3 separate regions of the Mus musculus genome follow, and all the other regions are linked to region 3. The links are chromatin contacts, called in public HiChIP or PLAC-seq maps. All regions are on one chromosome and are shown on one strand. Each heading gives the region's core, a stretch centred on a gene start, on an enhancer-like site or on the middle of the called end of the contact. The rest is flanking DNA. Distances are from core to core; before and after follow the strand shown.

The links. HiChIP or PLAC-seq counts read pairs in DNA pulled down with a chosen protein or histone mark.
Region 1: a contact with region 3 is called in a FOXA1 HiChIP or PLAC-seq map of pancreatic cancer cells. The contact joins two enhancer-like sites. A contact is called at or near these places in 10 of 484 Hi-C or Micro-C datasets (cardiomyocytes, embryonic stem cells, liver and 2 more), 7 of 115 datasets of contacts at active chromatin or transcription factors (astrocytes, double positive thymocytes, embryonic stem cells and 3 more) and 1 of 9 other capture datasets (embryonic stem cells).
Region 2: a FOXA1 HiChIP or PLAC-seq map of pancreatic cancer cells shows a contact between it and region 3. The contact joins the promoter of Ubr5 here to the enhancer-like site in region 3. A contact is called at or near these places in 15 of 39 promoter capture datasets (the 3T3-L1 cell line, 3T3-L1-derived adipocytes, the C10 cell line and 10 more), 5 of 484 Hi-C or Micro-C datasets (the C2C12 cell line, CD8 T cells, myocytes and 2 more), 26 of 115 datasets of contacts at active chromatin or transcription factors (the 230-238 cell line, the SCID.adh cell line, bone marrow-derived macrophages and 19 more) and 2 of 9 other capture datasets (adipose tissue and liver).

Annotation. Positions count from the first base shown.
Region 1 is chr15:38,419,382-38,422,502 of GRCm38.p6, reverse strand. No RefSeq gene overlaps it. Among named protein-coding and RNA genes, the nearest start is that of Gm41307, 16 kb to the right of the region's middle. Within about 2 kb of position 1,537, at least 105 of the 459 cell types and tissues checked have an H3K27ac peak or open chromatin away from gene starts, as enhancers often do. A contact at or near this core is called in pancreatic cancer cells, where this site is marked.
Region 2 is chr15:38,077,504-38,080,380 of GRCm38.p6, reverse strand. Ubr5 (ubiquitin protein ligase E3 component n-recognin 5) reads left to right here and starts at 1,527. Exons shown (of 59, transcript NM_001112721.2): 1 at 1,527-2,017. The coding sequence starts at 1,956.
Region 3 is chr15:38,270,228-38,273,340 of GRCm38.p6, reverse strand. No RefSeq gene overlaps it. Among named protein-coding and RNA genes, the nearest start is that of Gm35248, 27 kb to the left of the region's middle. Within about 2 kb of position 1,345, at least 16 of the 459 cell types and tissues checked have an H3K27ac peak or open chromatin away from gene starts, as enhancers often do. A contact at or near this core is called in the C2C12 cell line, CD8 T cells, memory CD8 T cells and 1 more, where this site is marked.

The DNA of each region.
Region 1 (3,121 bases), core at 288-2,787, 150 kb before region 3:
TAGGCCAGCCAGGACTACTACATTATAGTAAGATCAGGTCTCAAAACAGGCAAATGAACAAACCCTGTTGGCCAGTAGGGCAGAGTGTGTCACGCTGTTCTGGTGTTTCTGTGAGCTCTAAACTTTCTCTCTCTCTCTCTCTCTCTCTCTCTCTCTCTCTCTCTCTCTCTCTCTCTGTGTGTGTGTGTGTGTGTGTAGGGGGTGGGGGCCATGTGACCTCCTAAATGCTGGGATTACACCACGCCTATTCATTTTTAGAAAATGTGTTCACTTTTGAAAGCACAAGAGAAGCACATGGCACCAGAATGAAGGGATAGTAAATGCACACTGCAAACTACATCTCTGTCCTGTCCCTGTCCCCAGCCTCTACACCAGTCCTCCCGAATGTCCCCTGTGCCACCTGCCTATTCTCAGATAATCTCCAAGGGTTTGTCCTGATTCAGTGTTGATCAATGGCTCTGGCTTTGCCTACACACACATGTGAGTTGATGCTTTTCAGAGTGTAGCCTCTTGGCTTCTCTCAGAAATACCCCAGCCTGTGGCCCAGGCTGCAGCGTGGGAAGATGAGAATGTGGGGAACAGAAGCACCTATCCGAAGAGAGGTGAGTCCCACATACAGTGAACCTAGATGCAAATCCTTGCTCTCCCTCTGCCCAGCTGAAATAACTTGGGCAATTCAGAGTGTCCCTAGCCCAGAGTGGTCTGTGACTGGTGATGGAGCTCAAGAAGAACTCCCGTGGAGGGCAGTTGACCATGCTTAGCCATTGCTAAGCTGGTGGCTGTGATAACCACTGAGCTAGCTCTAGACATCCTGGAGTCCATGTTGGTATGCAGATGTGTACTCTGGTCAGAGGGAATTTTGACTAGGGTATGAAAGTCACAGGCCATTTGCCTTGTGTGTGTGTGTGTGTGTGTGTGTGTGTGTGTGTGTGTGTGTGTGTGTGTTTCCCACCGCTGCCTAATTGTAAGCAAGTCACTAGGCATCGTGGGCCTCAGTTTTCTCTCATCTGTGAGATGTCAAGATTGGTCTCTATCATCTTTAGGTCTCTTCTCTGTTCACATACTGGAGGGTGAGCTTTGCCTCAGGAAGGTAAGCTGGGTAAATGTCTTCTTAGCTGCGACCTTTGGGGGAAAGGACGCATGTCAGCAGGAGCCTGGAGCCACCTCTGCTTCCTGCTGTGACAGCAATGGGCTCCAGCTCTGCCTCTCTCAGGCCATGCCCAGCATCCCCTTATTCCTATTTCCCTTAACACTCCTTCCTTGCTCACTGTGGCTCCCAACAACAGGACTGCTACCCTGGGGCTCTTGCTTGGCTCAAGAAAGGTCCTCAGAGGGGATGGGAGGTCGGCTCTGAAGGAGGCCCAGTTGGGTGAGGCATGGTCTGTAGACCAGATCAGCTCAGGCTCCTGAGGAACAAATGGCAGTCCTGGGGGATGGGACAAAACCTACTGCAGCAAATCACTGCCCATACCTGTCACCCTGGAGCTTGGCTCCAGGCTGCTGTTGTCAAGAGGAGAGAGGGTTGCTATGTAAACAAACACTCCTCTGGCTGGCAGCTTCTGGGCGAACCACAGACCTGAATTCCTGTTTGACAGTTTGTGCTCCTCCAGGCTGTGAGGGAGAAACTTCCTGGCATGCTGGAGACTCTGAGATGCCTTTCCGAGAAGGGTCACCTCAGCCAGCAGCATGACATGAAGAGAGAAGTATCAGGCAGAGCTTTACTGTCTGACTATGGTGTGGACTGGGGAGAGGGCTCTGCCAAAAGAGAGGCACTATGTATTCCTATGTACAAACCAGAAGTTCAGCAGGCGTTAGCTGGCATGTGGGAGGTCTGTCCCTGGTACTGCACAAACCAGAAACAAGCCAGCAAACAAGAAAGCCATAGTTGTTCATGACCATTCCCAGTGGGCAGCGAGTCGTGGGGCAGTGAGCTCAAGCCACACCGCCCAGCAGCTCCCATGGTCTCTCTAGCCTGACTTCACAGTTTCAGGAGCTTGGGTCAAAAATGCTGGTCCATACAGTCAGGCAAGGAGGAGCCAGGGCATGGTGTTGGCAAACATTGAGCTTCTCCAGAGTAGCGTGACCAGGAGTCTGTGGCTTCTGAGATCCCCACACAACAGTTCCTAACTTCCCCAGTTCTAAGCTGTCTCCTAATGTCCATGTACGCCATGGGAGGGAGTCTCAGCCAACTTCTGTCTTTATAGAAAAATATTCTGGGACCAAGTCTTCAACACAGGGACATTCAAGACCCCTGCAGCACCCTACATCAGGGGGCACTCTGAAGCGGGCCTCTCACTGGGTCACACCTCACTTTCTATGGCCCGACGAAATGAAAGAGGACCCTGAGGGGCCCTTTTTACAGGGTTTTAGTGCTTTTGTCTATTTCTTAGTATTTCATTAATTAATTAAACTTACATTTTATCTATCTATCTATTTGTGTATATGCATATGCTGGGCACGTGTGAAGATCAGCAGCTATGGTAATCCATTCTGTCTTTCCACTATGTGGGTTCTGGGGATTGAACTCAGGCTATCAAACTTGGTGACAAGAACCTTGATGCTCTGAGCCGTCTCACAGGCCTTTAGTTCTCTTGTTGGGGGAAGGGGCCAGCTGTCCCATCTGTTTTCTTGTAGGAAAACCAACCCCACCCTGGAAAGAGACTGGCAAGCCAGCCTTGCGCAGCTGGGGAGGAGAACAATGTTGCTTTGGGAAGGAGCTGTGGGGGCCCTCAAGGATCTCACGCCTGTCGGCTCACCAAGATCCAAGACAGTCTGAGCTCGAGGAGTTAGGAGAAGATTTAAGAGCGGGTGGCCTAGGCCTTTGAAAAATGACCCCAGCTTCCTCATGTCCACACTGCCAGATGGAGTTCTTTCCCGTTCTTTCCGGTGATGAGATCTCCCTAGAGAATCATGGGGGGCTGAGGACCAAGCCACAAAGATCCTGGTGTCCAGATCTCTGGAACATGGTAAAAGGGGCATTGCAGTTGTAATTCAGGATCTGGCCATGACTTTTCTTAGACTGCCTGGTGCAGCCAACATAGCCAGAAAGCTTTTATATAGGAAGAAGGAGTTGTGAGAGAAGCGAAACTCAGACATCGCTGGCTTTGACAAAGGAGAGGAT
Region 2 (2,877 bases), core at 278-2,777, 190 kb after region 3:
CTGTGTAGACCAGGCTGGCTTGGAACAGAAAGATCTCTGCCTACCTCCCTGGAGCATTGAGATTAAAGGTGTGGATCACCACTGCCGGGCTAGCCAGGACATCCTTTGCCTTAGAGTGAGGTGTACTGTACTTGGAGCCATTGGCAGTATAAAGCAGTGCACACAATATGTTAAAAATCTTTCATTATGTGTATGAACTGCTGTGTGCCTGACACATCTTTTTGCTTGACATACAGTATTTAGACCCAGTGTATAACAAAATGCTGTAACTGGGTAAATAATTAAGGCCACTTGGTTAAGTAGCAGAATCAGGACTGAAATTCTACTTTGTCTGACTCTAGAACCAGCAGTGTCCATCACACGGACTTGAGGGGAAAAAAAAATCAAAGTAGCAATTACAGGATGGTTGGTAGTCATGGGATGCAGCGCTTTCAGTGGCTTAACTCACTATTAATTGACTGACACAAGGTCTTACTGTGTAGTTCTAACTGGCCTGGAACTCTTAGATCAGGCTGGCCCACAACTTAAGATGTCTGTCTGCCTCTGTCTTCTGAGTGCTGGGACAAAGGTGTGCATCATTGACCAGCCTTGAACACTTTGTAGTTTATCTAGGTGAAAACTGGAGCTGATGGCCAACTAAAAATTATTCCTTATCTGTCTCATGGTGTACCCAGTAAATCTTGATATCTAATTTTTCATGTATTCTCAAAAGAACTTCCTAAACTAAAGAAGAGAAGAAAACTGCTCTGCTGTGCAATCATTAATGTTGTATACCCGATTTAACGAACGACTGTTACAGACTGGAGAAGAGGCTTCATGCTTTCAGCGGAATTCGATATTTCGAAAGGATCACAGAAAACTTTAAGAGGGAAACTGTACCGGTTCGGGAGTGAGGGTACGCGGAGGAGGAAGAATTTCATAAGTTGTAGTTCTGATACCCCAGGTCACAAGAAATCTCCCTACAACAGATGCATATCATCTTTCATTAAAGTATACACACACACAACCACCCCCATATAAAAACCACACGAATAACTAAAAAGTGGAAATTTCCACGTTGCACGATGGTAGTGCTGATGAAAGCTGCTACACAGTCACTTCCAAGATCCTACTATCAGGTTTTGATAAGGCTCTTACGTAACTGCCTGCCGTAGGAAGCGGAGCATCTCTGGTTCCTCGGGGTACATTTCTCTTAAGTATAAATGCGGCTGGAGGACGAGAAACAACAACAAGCCATTCGCATATGCACAACCATTAGGGATCCGGGAGGAAAAGAAACCCGGCGCGCGTGCCCTTTCGCCCGGCTTCCCGAGCACGTGCTCTCTGGAACACGCCGCCCCGCCCCGGGGGGCCGGGCTCGCGGCCCAGCGCGCCAATAGGCGAGCACCTTACAGCACCGTGGCCCGACAACGTTAAGCGGCCCAATCGCTGGGGCCCGGCCGCCCGTTTCCCGGAGCCCCGCCCCGCGCGCAGAGCCCCGCCCCCGCGGCCCCGCCCTCCGCCCCTCCCCCGCCGATCGGCGCCCAGGCTGCGAGACGGAGAAACTGGGGCAGAAGTGAAGATGGCGGCGGCGGCGCTGGCGGCGGCGGTTCGTCGCCAGTGACGCGCGCTGCGGGCTGCTGTCCCTCCCCGCTCCCCGCGTCCGCCGCGTCCGCCCCGGCACCTCTCCACCCGCCGCTCGCCGCGCTCCGGGCTGCCCTCGTCCGTGCGCGCCGTGGCCGGCCGAGCGGGCGGCGCGTTGATCCGCCCTCCCGCCCGCCGCGCCGGGCCGCCGGGCCGCGGACACACGCTCGGCGGGGAGGCGGCGGTCCCTGCGCGCTCGCGGCCCTCCGTTTGGGGACCGGGAGGAGGAGGCGGTGGCGGCGGCCGTGGGATCCGGGGACGGGAAGGGGATCGGGGGGCCGGACGACAGCGGGAGCGGCTCGTTCCCGGGAGCGGGGCGCGCAGGCGGTACCATGACGTCCATCCATTTCGTGGTCCACCCGCTGCCGGGCACCGAGGACCAGCTCAATGACAGGTAATGGGGCGGGGGAGGGGCACCTCCCTCCTTTTTCCCCTCCCCCACGGCCGCGCCGGGGGCCCTACCGCCCCCTGTAGGCCCGGTGTGGGCCAAACTTGGGAGCCTCGGGCCGCGGGGCGGGGGCCGGCGCGGTGTGGACGCGGCTGCGGTGTAGACGGCCCGGCGCGCTGCCCCCTCCCCCTCCCGCGAGGAGCCTCGTTGAACTCGGCGGAGCCGGGGGCTCCCGGCCCAGGCCCGAGGAATCCATATTAGTCAAAGTTGAATTGAGACAGACAATGCGGATGGGGGATGGTGGAGGTGGAAAAGAGAGGGAAGAGGAGCGGCGGGTTCGGGGGCTCCCGCGAGTCGTGTCCCGGGGGCTGGGTTTCCCCGGGGAGGCGGGGTGGGGGTGGGGGAGAGATTCCCGGCAGACCGCGGGTTGGGAGGGGGAGGAGGGAGGGAGCGCCATGATTATTGTTATTATTATTAGATTTGAGCCCCTGCAGTGAGGTTGACTGCCCCGGGAGGGGAATGAAGTCAGGCGGGGGTTGGGGAAGTGGATTGGATTCCCTTTGCTCTCCTTCCTTCGCCTTGGTACTGCCAAACTGCTCCTGGGCCCCTGCGGTGAGAGCCTTTTTGTTTCCTTTTTTATTCTAATGATAGTGTTTTCTGGAGTTGTAATTTGACAGCTGAAAACCGTGAGTGGAGTGTCAAAGGAAAATTCTTCGGTTTGCAGTTCGCAGTGCTGCTTAACGCGCTGTGAATTTCTGGGTTGGGTTTGTTACGGGCAGAGGAGGAATTTTGATTTAAAATATTTGAAAAATCTCTTAAGGCTGTTTTGATTTGGATTTTTTTCCCCTTCGCTCTGCCACTGTGTC
Region 3 (3,113 bases), core at 96-2,595:
TTAGTCTCTCCTTGGCTCACTCCGCTGTAGCTGTCTGTGCTCATGGAGAACTCCCTTGATGGCTCCTTCTCATGCCTGACCTCACGGCCAATCTTCTTCCCTTTTTTTCCATCTCATGGTCCTGCTTTTTGACCTCCACCTGCCTCATGGCCAAATCCTTCTCCTGGCTCCTCTCCCTCACCGGGATCAGAAGTTCAGCCTTTCTATCTCCTCTGCCCCGTCACTGGCTGTTCAGCCTTCTTATTAATCAATCAGTGATAATTGGGGAACTTTCTTTACATCACACTGATACAGGGGAGTCTTCAATATCCATTACAGCGCCTGTGTCTAGACTGTAACTAGATGTCCTGCCCCGGAATCAGCATCTGGATACACAGAGCATAAGACCAACCCACAACATACCACCAGGCTCGGATCAGAGGCACTGTTATTTTAAGAGCTTTACCATGTAAGGTCGGCCAAAGGTGCAACTCGGCAGCTTCCATGATACAGACACTGCCTGTATGCTTAGTTTGGGTGGCAATAAATACTCAAGTCTTGCTGGGCTTAAGCTCTAATGTCATCTCATAGTGTAAGTACCCAGAATCTCTTAGTGTTTTTGTCATTCAATAAGAATTTACTTATGTCATCTATACATAATATAATCTCTACATAAGCATACACAAACACACACACACACTTTGGTCCTTCATGTTTTTTCTAAGACATTGTTCATATAAGTTGTCAGCTTATAGGCCATGGCACTAGAATTCCCCCAGGGACCTAGCAACTGCTTACATCATCACCTGCCACCATACCTCCAGGTACAGGTGATGCACCAAGTGGTTTATAAAAAGCACTGCTTGCTACCCCTGCTCTTTGTCCCTCTGTCTTTCTGACTCTCTCTTTTTCTTTCTCTGTCTCTTTGTTCCCATCTGTTCCTAGTTGTTCTCTCTCTCTCTCTCTCTCTCTCTCTCTCTCTCTCTCTCTCTCTCTCTCTCTCTCTCTCTCTCTCTCTCCGTGTGTGTGTGTGTGTGTGTGTGTGTGTGTGTGTCCTCCTCTGTCCCCTCTTCTCTGCCCTCCTGGCTCTGCTCCTGTCTGTCTGCCTCTGCTCCTGTCTGTCTGCCTCTGCCCCTTCTTCAGGTCCTCATGCCCTTCCCTCCCCCAGAGAAACTTCCTTATACCAGGTTTGTCTTCACATCCTTTGCTTTGGGGTTTTGTTTTGCTGTTGGGAATCGAGCCACCACTCCACCTATCTGTATTTGTTTAATGAGTGTCAAGTAGTAAAAAGACTAGAGCGTGGCAGTATCCAGGTGCAGTGTCCCAGCTCTCTAACACCCAGCCTGTCACATGATGCTTTCTTGGAAGCTTTTGAGCATCCCAAATGGTCAAGGAGTCTCAGTGGTAGGAAGTCTCTCAAACGCAGTATGAGCAATGTTTAACTTTCCAGTCTCCAAATGAGCAGATAGCTGAAGGGTGTGTTCAGCTGTTGACTTGTGTGTCTGGGGAAACAGCCTGGGGCAGAGAACTTCAGTTGTGAATCTTGTCCTCCAACAGTCCCAGAAGGCCCTTCAGCACTGTGCCAGTCCTAGGGTATCCATTAGACTGCTCTTCTCTTCCTTTTGATAAGAACTTTCACTAGGGCAGTGTGGTTCTCAACCTGTGGGTTGTGACGCCTTTGAGAGGTGAATGGTCTCTTCATGGGGTCACCTAAGACTATCAGAAAACACAGATATTTACATTATGATTCATATAACAGTAGCAAATTACAGTTATAAAGTAGCAATGAAAATCACTTTATGGTTGAAGGTCATGGCACCATGAAGAACTGTATTAAAGTGTCTCAGCTCGAGGAAGGCTAAGAACCACAGCTCTAGGGCAAGACAAACACCACACCCCCGTACCCCACCACACCTTCTCAGATAACTCACATCAAGTCCCCAAGGACCTCACAGCTGTCTCTTGGCCTGTACTAGGACTGGCTTCACACAGCACAGCAGTGCGTGTCACAGATGGTGAGAAATCAGTTGTGTACAAAAGCCAGAGTTTGGGATCTGGGTGTGAGCATCTCACAGATTGTAGAACTGCAGAGAGCTGGGGCAGCTCAGTGACAGACCACATGCTCAGAATGCCTGCGGTACTGTGTTCAGTTCCGAGCTCGGACAGTAACTGTGCCCACTGAGCCATGTCCCTAGCCCAAATCATTCATTCCTGAGGTCAAAAGCATTCTCTTCCCAGATCTGAGAGATGAACCTAAAGCTTCCTGCTTACTGGACAGACATCTCACCACTGAGCTAAATTTCCCCAGCCCAGGCCAAACAATTTCTGCCATGTCTTTCTCTTGGAAACATACCAGCAGGATGCTTACAAGTTTGGGAGTGTGCTCTCTGCCCACTAGCTCTTCCCTTGGTAAGGTTAGTTAACGTTTGGTAGACCAATATCACATGGTTGTTCAATGTAAATTGAGGGCTTCACCACAAGTGTCAATGAGACACATTTAACACCATTCTTCATGAGTGAGCCACTTGGCATCTCATTCACAACTTCCAATGTGTGAGGTATGTATGAAACACAGAAGCAGACAGTGTGGCTAGTGCCCACCATTTCTCCTCGTCAGTGGTTAAGGGTTCCGTACCCAACAGGGGGCAATTGGTACCTTCAAGGGCCCCAGTCACTGCTACGGATCTATGATGTGGCTAACCTCCCTGCAGGAGGGGCCCTTCCTTCCCTTTCAGGTCCCCACCTCCCAGGAGTAAGGAGAGTGAACTATTCACACCAGTCTCCTGTTGTCCACAGTGGTACAACATTCACAGACAGTGGACCAGGCATCTGTGCTGTGTGAGAGGCAAATCTGCAGCATTTCTTCCTGTCTGCTCCAGGAGGGAACATGGAACCTGGCCTGGGCCTCCAGACACAGATGGACAGTAGTAGGCCCCGTTGAGATGCCCCAACGAGATAGTTTAGTATGTAGCAGGAAAACCTTTTTATCCCTTGGTATTCCAGAGACTAGCTATGAGGCTTTGCCGGATGGTAGACAGCATGCCTCTGAGGAGAAGGAGCTATGTGAGTAGAGAAGGCATAGCCAAGGGGCAAACACCATCTTTTCATGAGAACACTGGAGCCCCAAGCCTTTG